Regions from separate parts of the Mus musculus genome. Here region 1 is linked to region 2. Evidence: chromatin contacts called from public HiChIP or PLAC-seq data. All regions are on one chromosome and are shown on one strand. Each heading gives the region's core, a stretch centred on a gene start, on an enhancer-like site or on the middle of the called end of the contact. The rest is flanking DNA. Distances are from core to core; before and after follow the strand shown.

Evidence for each region. HiChIP or PLAC-seq counts read pairs in DNA pulled down with a chosen protein or histone mark.
Region 1: an H3K4me3 HiChIP or PLAC-seq map of embryonic limb bud shows a contact between it and region 2, with 2.2 times the contacts expected there. The contact joins the enhancer-like site here to the promoter of Lmx1a in region 2. A contact is called at or near these places in 1 of 39 promoter capture datasets (liver), 30 of 484 Hi-C or Micro-C datasets (adipose-derived mesenchymal stem cells, brain, cerebellar granule neurons and 13 more), 10 of 115 datasets of contacts at active chromatin or transcription factors (astrocytes, craniofacial prominence, embryonic forebrain and 6 more) and 2 of 9 other capture datasets (embryonic stem cells and pancreatic islet).

What each region holds. Positions count from the first base shown.
Region 1 is chr1:167,786,937-167,794,192 of GRCm38.p6, forward strand. It overlaps Lmx1a (LIM homeobox transcription factor 1 alpha), which reads left to right. Exons shown (of 8, transcript NM_033652.5): 3 at 4,401-4,633. Among named protein-coding and RNA genes, the nearest start is that of Lmx1a, 100 kb to the left of the region's middle. Within about 2 kb of position 1,950, at least 14 of the 459 cell types and tissues checked have an H3K27ac peak or open chromatin away from gene starts, as enhancers often do. A contact at or near this core is called in embryonic limb bud, where this site is marked.
Region 2 is chr1:167,688,253-167,694,999 of GRCm38.p6, forward strand. It overlaps Lmx1a (LIM homeobox transcription factor 1 alpha), which reads left to right and starts at 1,306. Exons shown (of 8, transcript NM_033652.5): 1 at 1,306-1,598; 2 at 3,729-3,915. The coding sequence starts at 1,523.

The DNA of each region.
Region 1 (7,256 bases), core at 700-3,199, 99 kb after region 2:
TTACAATCTGAACCAAACAGTGTAGACCACACGATGTCAATGTCTGGGATCTACTCATGATCGTCTGTGTTTCTCCAAAGTGCTTGGCTCTCTTCTCCATCTCTGCTCTCTGTAGCACACACAGCTCGTCCTCTAGGCTCCAGCTGGCTCCATGCCACTGCTGCTCCTATTTTGGGTGGCCATCCCATGGTACTGGCATCCCCAAAATGCTGGGGTCCCTTGCAGCAACTAGGTTACACTTTCACCAATAGCCTCTCATAGGCTTTTGCATGGGGTCAAGCCTCAACTTCTCTGCATAACCCTTTAATCCTGGGCCTTCTCAGGCTGTGCCTTCCCCAGTGGCCCTTCCTAGCCTCTCACAGCACCAAGCCTCAGCAGCTCTATATGACCCCTTCATGCCTTCAAAACTAGTCCAACCTGGGTGACTGCTATACTACAAGCTTACAACCTTGGCTGTGTCTGGAGCCTAGCGTTGGTGGGCTGACTCTCAGAATACACTTTCCAAAAGATTTCTCCTCGGTGATGCTGGTCTCTTCATCACTGCTAATTTCTTAGCCCCTGCTGACCAGCACTGAGTATCCCAGCAAAGCAAAGGTTTCACTTTAATATTTCTGGTACCTTGTTAATCACAGCTGATTCTTCAGCGCCAGCTGACCAGAACTACAGACTCTTCACACAGAAAGCCCTGCAGAGTTTTGCTTCCCTCTTTATAAGCCAGGCCTCCATTGCATGCACTGCTGTCAACATTCTTTTTCCTGAGTTCAGTTCACTGAGCTCTCAACACTCAATGACTTTCCTAGCCCGGAGTTCCAAAATTCTTCCACAATCTACCCCCAAAACAACACGGTAAAGTCAGTTGTAGCAATACCCTCATTATCCTTGTAGGAACTTGTCTCAGTCAGTGTTTCTGTTGCTGCCATGAAACAACATGAGTGAAAAGCAAGTCAGAAAGAAAGGGGTTTATTCAGCTTATCCTTCTATATCACCGTTCACCATTGAAGGAAGTCAGGATAGGAGCTCAAACAGGCAGGAACTCGGAGGCAAGAGCTGATGCAGAGGCTATGGAGGGTGCTGCTTACTGTCTCACTCTTTACGGCTCACTGAAACTGCGTTCTTATGGAACTCAGGACCATCAGCCCAGGGGTGGCACTACCCACAGTGGGAGGGGCCCTCCTCTATCTATTACTAATTAAGAAAATGCTCTACAGGGTGGCCCACAGCCCAATATTATGGAGGCATTTTCTCAACTGAGGTTTCCTCCTCTCAGAATAAGTAAATCGAGCCACCCCTAGCCTCCTGCCCACTGTGACTCTCTAAGAACAAAGGTAGCTTTATTTGCTATGATACCCCTCCTCAAAGAAGGTGATCTGTAGACAGAGGGGCTCAATACCAGGGACCCTGTTGCACAGGATGATTTTCTACAAGGAAGATGCTCCATTTTCATTTTACAAGTGGGGATGAGATAATGATATACAAGGGAGAGATACCCCAAAAGGGGAGAAGAGAGGGGGGAAGGGGGGAGGGGGGAGGGGAGGGGAGGGGAGGGGAGAGAAGAGAAATGGAGAAGAGAAGAGAAGAGAAGAGAAGAGAAGAGAAGAGAAGAGAAGAGAAGAGAAGAGAAGAGAAGAGATTTAGAATGGTGAGAAAAGTTGGATGCTGTCAGGTCTACAGAGGTGAGCTGGGTAGTTCTGGAGACATTGCCCAGCTTTCCAGCAGCCTGCCAGACTCTGAACCCAGAGTGCAGACTCATTAGCATTCAGAGGGGGACTAACCATGGGGGACACATCTCAAGCACTAGGAAGAGACAGGCTGTGTTTTAATTATGACCTGGACTTTTGAACAAATCCTTTTCTCTGCTTCTCTGAGCCTCAGAGAAAACAACTTATGGGAGGCTGTGCAGTCGGCAGCTGGGTCCACAGTGGTACCCGTACAGCTGTGTACACATCTGGCACCCAGGTGGTAGATGGCATGTTCCTCTTCTCGAATTGCTCTTGAAGGTTACAAGAGACAAGGGAGTAAGGTGCAGCTGACGTGGTTTGGCTCCAGGGAGGGAGAACGGAAGGAACAAGGCTTGCTGGACTCTCTGGCCTGCAGTCCTCCAGGGAACATGGCCAATTCAGGATTTGAGCCTAGATGACTACTTACACTTAGTCTAGCGCTCCTGAGTCAACATGGCGGACACTCTTTGTTATGCTCGCTCCACCCCTCTCTCCTTTAACACAGGGTGGAAATTTATGGAGTGAGTGACAAATTTAACAGGAAAGAAAAAGGAGGAGGAGATTAATAGGGTAGGAGTCAGACAAGCACAGATGCTACCGCCCGCTGCTGAAGCTCCTTAAGTGTTTGTTGACTCCCTGGGAACGTTTGCCCTGAGTCTGCTTAACAGTCCATTTCAGGGGATAGGGAAAAGAAGCAAGGCGTGGGGACAAAGGGTCTTTGACTGGCTACTGGAAAAGCATTGATTAGTTTGCTCAGGTTGGCAAACAGAGACCAGGGACTTGGGAGGCCGAGGGATGAACTAGGTAGACTTTCTACACAGCACGTGGCATCTAGCAGGGGGAGAGGGTGTAAAAGAAAATATTGGAGGGACTCCAGTAATAAGTCGGGGAAAACCGCAGTGGGCAGCTGGAGGGAGGGAGGGGGAGGGGAAAGGCTTCTGGTCCTTGCAGTTCTGGGTGTGGAGCGTATTAGTAGTGAAAAGGCAGCACCAGCCATTGGATAGGTGCTCAACGTTATCCTCCATCACAGTGTGTGAGAGATGGGGAGGGGGCGTGTAAAGTGAGTTGCTTCACAGGGGCTGAGGGATGGGCACAGGAGCTCACAGCTTAGACTGTAGGCCATACAGCACACTCCTTCCAATCCTGCAGATCGCATCCTGTCCTGGGAGGCTGTCCGTGGGTGGCTCCAGGATCCATGGCAGATGACCTTGTTAATCTTTTTCAAGCTTTGGCTTCCTCCACTCAAAGCTTCAATGTCTTCCCTCTCTCCAGTACCAGTCTGTGTGTCATGCCTCCTTGGGAGCCCTTCCCAAGCCTCCTTTCCACCTTCAGATTGTTCCAGTCTTCGGCAAGCTTCCAAGACAAACACACTGTGTGAGGAGGGTATTGCCATATAACCCAACAATTTTATGGCTGGGAAGCGATTGACTAATTCCTTATGCATGCTCCGACTCCGTGTTCTAATATTTTGTAGCCACCACCGGACACCTCTGCATTTTTTTTTTTTTTGCCACTATGGCACACACATGGGGGTCAGAGGTCACCTTTATGAAGTCAGTTTTCCCCTCACATCTTTAAGTGGGCCTCAGGGTTTGAATTCAGGTTGTCAGGTTTGCATGGCAAGGACCTTGATCCACCCTGCCATCTTCCTAGTGTGACTTATGTTCTTCCACAAGCAGATGAGCTCCAAACGGTGGAGGATTTGTCTTGCATACTGTGGAGGCTACAGCAATCACACACACACACACACACACACACACACACACACAGATGGGGCGTGGTTTCTATTGCTCCCCTCTCTGTTCAATCACAGAGTGAATAGTGGATCACAGCCCAGCAATCACACACACACACACACACACACACACACACACACAGATGGGGCGTGGTTTCTATTGCTCCCCTCTCTGTTCAATCACAGAGTGAATAGTGGATCACAGCCCGTGCAGTGGATGTTTCTGAATTAATGAAAACAAGAGAATGAAAAGAAGAAAGAGCGACTGTCCGATGAACAAGCAAAGAGATAGGACTGGCCCCACTCAGGCCAATGTGGTAGTTGGCTTGTTTATAGGAAAATCTTCTGTTGTTTATGTTGTTTCCGTCATTTCTGCCAAAGTGGGTCAAATTAGCAGAACAAATTGGCATGGTCTCCCTAAATATACTTTGTATCCACTTGTGTCTGTCTTTGTGAAGAAGGGGGCAGTGCAGTTTTATGCCCCGCCCCCTCCTTGCTGCCCTCTCTCTTGCCAGCTGACCTTCCTATATCTATCAGCTCCTCTGGTATGCAGGGATAAGCAGAGAATGTTTTGTAAAGACTCCTGCCCTTGCGATCATGTTACTAGTTTAAAAAAGAAAATGGCTCTTTCTTTTGAAAGCAGAAAAATGCTATAATGACTGAATATCACAGATATGTTAAGATGTTTATGTGCTTATGCCACAATGTTTACAAATGCAATTATAATCTCATCAGATAATTTAAAAGTGAAAAAAATGAGATATTTAAATTTTTGGGCTTTCATTAGTCAGCCTTAGTTGTCATGGATTGAGGGAGACCAGAAAGTCACCGATTACCCTGAATCTGAAATCTGCACCAGTACAAACATTCCTGTCCCAGGGTTGAAGGTCCTCTTGCTGTTGACTGGCAGGGAGACCTCATCGCTTTTCTTTCTCTCCCTCTTGTAGACTGTTTGCTGTCAAATGTGGGGGCTGCTTCGAGGCCATTGCGCCCAATGAGTTTGTCATGCGTGCCCAGAAGAGCGTATACCACCTGAGCTGCTTCTGCTGCTGCGTCTGTGAGCGACAGCTGCAGAAGGGTGACGAGTTTGTCCTGAAGGAGGGCCAGCTGCTCTGCAAAGGGGACTATGAGAAAGAACGGGAGCTGCTGAGCCTGGTGAGCCCTGCGGCCTCAGACTCAGGTGAGTGCCTTGTGGTTGCGGGGAAGGTGGTCCATGGGATGCAGCCTAGGTCTATGGCAAGGCAATTCTCTGCATTTAAAGAACTTCCTTTTCAAAGCTCAGATACAGCTTTAAGCAGTGACTTACTGTGATGATGATGGTGATGGTGATGGTGATGCATAAGAAATCATGTCTAATTTTCATGGCATACAACCTAAAGCACAGACTTCTGCATTTTGAAGTCTCAGGGTTAACAGGAGTGACTGCTTCAGGCTAGAGTCTGTTGATCTCAATCAGCTGAGCTTAGCTCTCAGCCTAGGTCTGGTTCAGGTCTTCTGTGATTCGCTCTGGGGTTCAGGTTAGAGGAGCAGTAGCTGAAAGGGATGGGCTCCGGCCAGTCACAAAAGGCATGCCCCACTCACTACACAGGCACACTCCAAACCTCCGCTGCCATCACGTCTGCTAATATCCCATTAGCTGAGCTGTATTGCAAGCTCAAACCCCTGGAGTGGGGAATGTGGCTCGAAGACTTGTTGGCTAGGCTTCCATAAGATAGAGAAATAGATTATTAGTTATGGAGATGGGGAATTGAGCCAGCCATTCAGTCTGCGGCCATCACTGAATCTCTCTAAGCACGGTTTGCTCGTCTGCCTGACGTGAGTGCTGGGATCTGCCTGAGGTTTGGTGACTTCCATCATAAAGGAGCGAGAGTATTTTTGTTCTTTCTCTTCCTTACCCACCAGCCTTGGCTCATGGTGACTTCAGAGGAAGTGAGAGGTAGGAGATACAGAGGAGATGCAACGATTTCACAGAGCATGTTCCAGAGGGCCAGCTAATTCTGTGCTTGTAAATGGAGCTTTTCAGGATGATGGCTCCACAGGGCAGAGGTTGTCACACAGGAGTCTGTGTGAAGCCGTGGGTGGTGTTCCTGTGACTGTGCCCATTTTTACCATGGTTTCATTTTATTCCCAGCCTGTAATGTACTTATCAGATGGCTCACAGGTTAAAGTGTTTGTCACACAAGTGTGATGGCTAGAGTTTTGTTCCCCCAGAACCTATGTAAATGCTGGTTGGGGACAATGACCCACCTGTAGTGATAACCTTGAAGATGGAGACAGGGTCTCCAGTGCAAGCAGGCTAGCAAGACTAACAATATCGTGAGCTCTGGGTTTGATTGAGAAAGCATGACTCAGTGACTAAGGTAGAAGAATGATAATTGTGAGAACCAACCTGGGGCATCCACATGCACTTGAACCCAAGTACACACATACTGGTGCACTCTGTATCACATATTCACACTCACAGAGACACCATATACACAAACACTAACATATACACACTCACACACACACTCACACTCAGAAACTAACACTGCAAAACTCATCACAGATTTTTAGAGCTGAAAGGGACAAGAATCTCCCAGAACCACCCTCCTTAGATACTGAGAGCTGTAAGTAAGATGGCTGTTTCTTAAGTACTTGTTGAGTTAATGTTCTTCTGTCCTGTCATTTTTATGTTTTTGTGTGTGCATGTATGTGTGTTTTTGTGTGTACACATGTGAAGATCAGAGATCAACCTTGAGTGTCATTCCCCAGAAGCTACACACCTTGTTTTCAGAAGCCCTCTTTCTCTCTCTTCCTCCTACTTTCTCATTTTCCTTTATTGTTGATGTGTGTGTGTGTGTGTGTGTGTGTGTGTGTGTGTGTGTGTGTGTGTGTGTGAGGGTTAGGGTTGGGGCATGTGTTTGTTATTAGAGCCCAGTGGTTGATTGTTGGGCATCTTCCTAAATCGCTCTCTACCTCATTCACTGGATCTCCCAGTGAATCTGGAGTTTGCCAGTTCAGTTAGATTGGTCTGAGAGCAAGTCCCTTACCTTGGCACTGGGGTTAGAGTTGTTCAGTGCCACTCCTGGCTTTTACATGGGTCCTGGGAATTTGAACTCAGGTCCCTATGCTTATGTGACAATTACTTTCCTGACTGAGCCTTCTCCCAAGACTTTCTGAACTTTTGAGACAGGGCTTTACTATGGAGCGCAGGCTAACTTCGAGTTAGCAATCTTTCTTCCTCCACTTCTCAAGTTCTGGAATACAGGAGTGACTCATCACACACAGCTGAATGCTCTTTTCTGATATGGCCCAGTCTCTTTTACCCTGGTCCCAGCTTTGCCAATAGTCCCCAAGGCAGCCTCTGTAGTCTTTAGATGCCATTCAAAGCCAGGGGTAGACCATTTTGGCTTAATGGGTGGTGACAGATGCTCAGGGTCTCTAGGGGCCCTCCCCTATGAGGTCTTCGGGCCAGCGTGCTTTTCCTTCAGCAGGACACAAGAGGATCATTGGTAGGCATCTTGGAAGTCATGTGGCTCACATTCCCATCAGATGTTACAGCAGCTTCTGCTGAAGCAGCTGGGCCACAGGGAGCAGGGATTTAAGGAAACATGCCGGTGTGCCTTTCCTGCTTATTCCAGATGTGTGGGAGCTCTTCCCCAAACTCTGACTCCTCTCAATTCTGACATTGCCTGCCTGGAGATAATATTCAGTGGAAGGATGGGTCTCATATGGCTGCCTGCCTACTTTAGGTGCCAGTGTCAAGTTGCAGACTGTCATCTGTGTTTCTGAAGTAGCAAGCTGTAAACTGGCATTCCCAG
Region 2 (6,747 bases), core at 56-2,555:
GATTGGGGTTGGGGGCTCTAGGCGATCCCCGCGACCTCCAGGTGTCTGAGGTTAGTCATCACTTACGGTGCAGATCCGAGAGCAACCGGATCCCCATCCCGCCCGCGTGAAGTCTAGGTGGCACGGATCTCTGCCGAGTCTGGGGTGTAGCTCCCCCGGGGCAACCGTTCCACGTGGAGAGAAGGAAAAGTTTGGCGCGTCCGGGAGGTCCGGGCAGCAGACTGGAGCATCAGGCTGTAGCCTCGCGGTGGGTCGAGCAGCCAAGCCGGGGAAACAGAGCACCGCGGGCCCCGCCACGGGACGCGCTCCCAGGCCCCCGCCCTGCGCACCCCACCCCCTTCCCGGGCCGCGCACGCAGCCAGCGGCCACTGTCAGAAACCGCCCGAGCCGCCTCGAAGAAGGCAGGGCGGACTTTGCACCCAGGACCCTGGGCCTCCGGTTCCACCGCCGATCTTGGAGCAGCCGCCTGGTTTCCCCTTCCCGGCTGCAGAGCGGCGCGTGTTGGCGGGACGTCCCGAGGAGGATCGGCGGCTTGAGGCCACGGCCCGGCCCCACTCCGGCGCGCCGAGGAGCGGAATCGGGGGCCGGCGTTCGCTCCTGCTCTCTCCCGGGTGCGCCGGAGTCCGGGCGGCTGCTCTGGCTGCAGCCTAGGGGACGCCTCCTCCCTCCGCCAAAGCTGCCCGGCGTCTCCCGGCCACTTCGCGCTGCTCCGGACGCTGGGCGCGAGCTCGCCCATCAGGTAAGGAAGGCTGCGGGGATCCTTAGGCTCCGGCTCGGGCGGGCGTGTTTCTGAAAGTTGATTTGAAATGCATCCAAGAGTGAACCGGGCCAGTCGCGGCTCCTCCCCAAGGCGACTCCTTTGCTCCTGCAGACGTTCCCGGCACTGGCCGACCGGCGGGAGGACCTCCCCGCGCGCCCCGCACGCCTACTCCCGAGCGCCCCCCCCCCACCCCCCAAGCAGAGCGCTGCGCCAGGAGTACGGAAGCAGGCGGGACAGTCTCCGAGTCCCTTACTCTGCCTCTCTCTAAGACAGGTGAGGGTCGAAAGTGAGTGGTGGTGCCACTGGGATATCGGACCTGGTTGGTCCCGGCTTGGCCCTGGCTCTGAGAGCAGGCGTACCCCCACCCCATCACACAGAGTACCATAGTTCTAGTGGTGGGATCCCTAGGGGCCACATTAGTATAGGATGGGGCGGAGTCGGTCTTGGAATGGGAAACCTGGGGACAGGGGTGGGGGTGGGGGTTAGGAGAACGCAGTTAGGGGGCGGAGGCCTTAGCACATAACGCGTTGACTTCAAGTGAAATCAGAGCCGTCCGAGCAGTTCACGGTGGCTCTTCTCTCTCCTCCCACCTTACATTTCCCTTGTCTGGACTCTACCCTCTAGGCTCATTCTTGTCGCCCTGGACACTGCTTCTGTCCTGTCCCAGGAGAGTGGCAACTGAGGGTGCGGAGTCCCAACAGGCACGGGAAGCTAGACTCAACCGTTCCTCCGCTCTACAGGTCCTCCTGGCTCACCCCGAACATGTTGGACGGCCTGAAGATGGAGGAGAACTTTCAAAGTGCGATTGAGACCTCGGCATCTTTCTCCTCTTTGCTGGGTAAGTGTTCAACCGCATGCTCCCTAGAGCATCCTCCTTCTGCCGGGGCCGGGAGCTCAGTACGTCAGGTCTCTGATACTGGGTTAAGCGACCAGACTAGCACCCTCTTCGCGCGCACACAGAGGTGCCCACAATCTCTGTCTTTCCGTGTCCATCAGTCCTTTTGAGTCGTCCCTACCTAAATACAACCATCAAGCCTCCCCAGGCTTCACGAGTTCAACATCGAATTCCCCAAAGCCTTGAGGGGCGGGCGAGCATGTTCACAAGGCATTTGAGTGGCAAGTGATTAATAATACCCAGGGCTGGATTTTTAATCACGGAGCTGATCGACGGCTCATAAATGCCACCGGTTTCTCAGAGGCCTGTGTCCTAGCATGAGAGATCCGAGGCCCAGAGCGCCCAGGTTCTTCTCTTCCCCCACCAACTGCAGCCCCAATTTTAGTATTGGGCATGGCCGAGAGGCTTTTCCGGGCTGGTGGGCAGCGCTGCGCTGGGATTAGCTTGCACGGCGGGGCCCTTGCCTGGTCTTTAATTAACTGAAGCCGGACCCCTGTTCCGCAAGCTTGGTATCCCTCTACCCCCAACCCAGCCACTTCGAAGGAGCAGAGAATAGAGAGATCCAAAGAGTCATACCCATGGGTCTTTCAGAGTTCAGGCTTGTTTTGCCAGTGTCTCTTCAACTCTCCCTTTGGAATTTTCAAGTTTGGAGAAAAAAATGTTTTGTTTTGTTTTGTTTTTAAATTTTCTTTCTTCCTGTGTTTCTTCCCGCTTCTTTCTGAAGGAGAGATTTTTCTTTTATTTAAACCTCTTGCCTCTTTCTCTAACTTTAGAACCAATAGAGTGGGGCTGAAAAAATTTCGATTATAGAAACCATGTCCAGAGAGAAATCGCCCACTCCACCCCAACAGTTCAGAGGAAACGAAATTACAAAACCCATGCCCTCTTCTTTCAACCTCCCTTTCGAAATTGTCAGGATTTTCTCCCCAGAGCAAGAAGGAAGACGCAGGCTAGAGCCTGTGTGCGGACTCAGGCACACTGGGTTTGGTTCTCTGCACCATGAGACCCGCGACCCATCCTATGGTTTGTCCCAACCATAGGATGGGGTGCTGAGACCAAGACAACAGAAATTTACAATTGAGAACGACCACTTTCTCCCCAGGCCTTCTTGCTGGCTTCCCACCACACAAAACGACCTGTCCAGCTTACAAAGCAGAAAGTGAGATTAGTGTAGTGGTATGGAGAAGGATCGTCCCTTTGGGACATCACAGACAAGAGTGTTCTTGTGGGACAAGGGCTTCTTTAAACGGTTGTGAAAATTGTCAACAAAGGCGGCCAAGTATTTCTCCCTTGCTTGTTGGGGGCAAGGGGGGGGGCTGGAACAAGACCCGAAGGGAAAAAGTCAAAAAGGTCAAAGGGTAGGGCAGAGAAGATTCTCTGACTGAGCTAAGAGGTTTGTTGCTCCAATCAGCGCTTCTGAGCGCAGAAGATCTAGAATTCTCTGGCCAGCACCCTTCTCAGGGTCTCTGCGCTCAGCTATTATTTTTCCCCATCTTGACGTTTCCTAATTATGAAAAGCCACCTGCAATTTTCACGCCAAACAAGACATAGGAGAGATTCACTAGTTTGCACAGTACTGAGCTCACGTAGGGAGAGATGGTATTTTTCTGCCCCCGCAGGCCGCCTTTTATGAAGAAAACAGAAAATGATAATTTTCCTTAAAAAAATAGAACTCAGTTGCAAGCAAATTATTATCGATCATTTAAAAGTAGTCAAAGGACACAAATACAGTGATTTAATGATTAATGACGACTTGAGAGTCCTGGGAGCACAAATTTATATGTAATCTAATTTAAAGGCGTAGTGAAAGCTCGCAATATACCTGGATCTGTCTAATAACTAAGACCATTTATTGACTTCAGCCCCCTCCCTCGCTAAAATTTATACCTTGCTACTTAGTCTTTATGTATTAGTAACGTCATCGTCACTTGGTTTGATTTTTCGGAATATCTGATCATCAGAGGAGCTTCCTGAGGGTGCAAGGCCCAGGGTGGGTCTAATCCTATCGAGAGCAGGTTTGGCTGGGGTTAGCTTGCCGGTGTGGCTCACCGGCAACATCTGTTGCTGTTGTAGGCAGAGCGGTGAGCCCCAAGTCTGTCTGCGAGGGCTGTCAGCGGGTCATCTCGGACAGGTTTCTGCTGCGGCTCAACGACAGCTTCTGGCACGAGCAATGCGTGCAGTGTGCCTCCTGCAAAGAGCCCCTGGAGACCACCTGCTTCTACCGGGACAAGAAGCTCTACTGCAAGTACCACTACGAGAAGTAAGTGCCTGCTTCGCCGGAGCGCGCCCACTCACCTCCACGGGTGTGCGCTGGGGACCGTGTCCTCCTGCACCCTCTTCGAGGAGGCACTCGCAGGAAAGGCCAGTAAATCTCGCGCATCCGCGTTCGGTACACTCCCCGGGTTGCGGGAAGTCCATCCGTATGCACAACTTGGGGCCCGGGAGAGCCGCAATGCGGGGTTTTTGGTTTTGTTTTTGTTTTGCCGCGAACATATTTTCAAATCATTCCAAGTTCATCAACCCGGGCCAGGGCATTCACAGAGATCACTTTGCCGGGGAGCGGGGAGCTAGCGACTAGCGACCCTTTTTTTCCATTTCATCTTTCTCAAGGGTTTGCATGGCTCTGGAGTTTGTGCCCATCAGTAAGGATCGGGTGGTTTCTGTCCCGTGGGCACATTTTTTTTTTCTCCTGGGCTTGATCAAATCAGGTTTGGAAATGACCTTTTTTGCCCTGCACCCTTGTTTGGCGTTTCCAGTAACCCCCTCTTCGGGTTTTCAGGAGTTCGTAGGCTAGAGGGAAACTGTTCTGCAGAGCGTCTCCACCCTGTTCTAGACTAGGGAAGTTATCTGACAGGACGCATGTTCGATGCTCATATCAGCATGCAGAACTGGGAGGCAGGTAATGAAGAGAGCGAGCGGTTCTTTTCCCAATCTGGATTTCTGAAATACCCTTGGGATTGTGGTGTGTGTGGTAGGATGCCCTTATTGTCAGAAGACTGGCCAGGAGGAGCCCTGCGGAAGTAAGGAGAGGAAGCTGTCTTGCATTTCAACACTGGCCAATTCATAGGGACATTGGATTCCTAGGATTGTGGAGGGCTAGCCAGAAAGAAAAATGGCTCAGAGCTCTTCTGTTTTTGTGCGCAAGGGCTGGCATATGTTGATTGTGTGTGCATGCATGCGTGTGTGTGTGTGTGTGTGTGTGTGTGTGTGTGTGTGTGTGTGTACACGGAGGAAATGCAGCCCCTTTCACTCCACTATGTGGAGAGAGGCTGAGGAAGGTCAGCGTGTGCCTGTGCCTGTGCCTGTGACGACGACGCACAGTGAAAAGAAGTGCAAAGGAGGGTTGGCTATCAAAACAAAAAACACAGGGGAAAGGAAGAACAGAGGAAAAAAAAATGGACCAAGTTAGACGCAGCAGCCACCACCACCCTCTCTGCTACTCAGTCCTCCTGCTCCGACATAAAATGCCTGACTTTTACCTCCGTGTGGAGAGACCACCAGGTCTTCCTGTTGTCTCAGAAGTGCTTTACATTTTTTTCAGAACCTAAAAAAACCAAAACCCCCCAAAACTAACAAAATCAAAAACAAAAAAACAACAAAAGCAAAAACAAATCAAAATAAAACATGCTTGCATTTATGTGAGTTGTACAATACAGAAATCAGCAAAGAAGCAAAACTCCCCCTGATCTTTATGGTAAACAATTTTGAAAGAAAAAAAAAATACTGCTGTCTGTGCTGGCTTGTCTGCTTGTAGCCCCCGAGTCCGGGTAAAAACTGTGATTTTTAGGTAATTAAGCGGATTTGGTCTATACAACGTCAAGTAGACAAAGCCTGGTGACTGCTCGCTTCCCCCCCCCCCCTGCTTTTCATGGCCGGTTTTGGTATTGTGTGAGCCCAATCTTTATCTTTCTGCTTATAGATTAGAGAAAGGTCCACATCCTTCAGGCACAACACTGGCAAATTCAAACGTATTGGAGCTTAGGGAAGGATTTGGCTTGTGATTTTTCTATTCTGTTTGTTAAAAAAAGAAAATCAGGAATCAAAGAAGGCTCAAGGGTCAACACAGCTGTCTGGCCAGTCAAATCTTCTTTAAGGAAGTCAGGCTGTGTCAAGAGGAGAAGAAACAGTTGCCTTAGAGTGCTTAACAGAACAGTATCCCTTCCATTGCAGCCCTCCAGGTTTGGGCTTATTAGCCGAGAGGGTCAGTTCTCCCCTCACAAAGCTATTTCTGCGAAGAGAAAATTGCAGGGATCAACTTGCCAGCTGTTGGTCAAAATCAAGATTTTATAGAGGGTGTGAGCTACATTGTTCAAAGACCTGTTAGTGTGATGCTGAAAGGGTTTTTTTTTTAATTTTAATTTAAAAATATTTACGGGCACATGGATATCCAAGATCAGCTTGCTTGGACTGCTCAGCTCTGAGCACAGTTTCAGAGCAAGCATGCTCGCAGCCTGTCAGTGGAGGCTGTTTTAGATTCATTTATTCCTCCCTTAAATTCCATCTCTCCTCTCTTCCCCCTCTCAGTCCCGTCTTCTCTCAGCAAACCAGCATTTTAATGTCCTCAATACTCTTAAGACACTTGATGTAGGAGGGAGTGAAGAGATGATTTCTTCTTTCTCTCTCTCTCTCTCTCTCTCTCTCTCTCTCTCTCTCTCTCTCTCTCTCTCTCTCTCCCTTCCTTCCTTCCTTCCTTCCTTCCTTCCTTTCTTTCTTTCTTTCTTTCTTTCTTTCTTTCTTTAAGTTGGGCTCAGGAAAAATTCCTTTATTCAACAGGCTTTTATGGAGCTTCTACACGTAAAACCCTGGTTGTGACGAGGAAAATCATTGGAAAATTCTTGGAGCTCGATGGCAGGCGGCTTCTAGCCTGGCACGTTTCCCATCTATTTTACCCAGACTAGCAAGGGCTTCCTGAAAAGGTTTCTCCACTTACACAGGACTAGGTATCTGCTAGAAGCTATCTGGAATGGCCACATGTTAATCCTGGAGGGTACAGCTCAACTTGGGGGCAATAGTCATGAAACTCACAGAAATTGCTTCCCCTCTTACTGCAATGGAAACCCCTCTCCCTGGATGTGTTTCCTCCACACTAAGG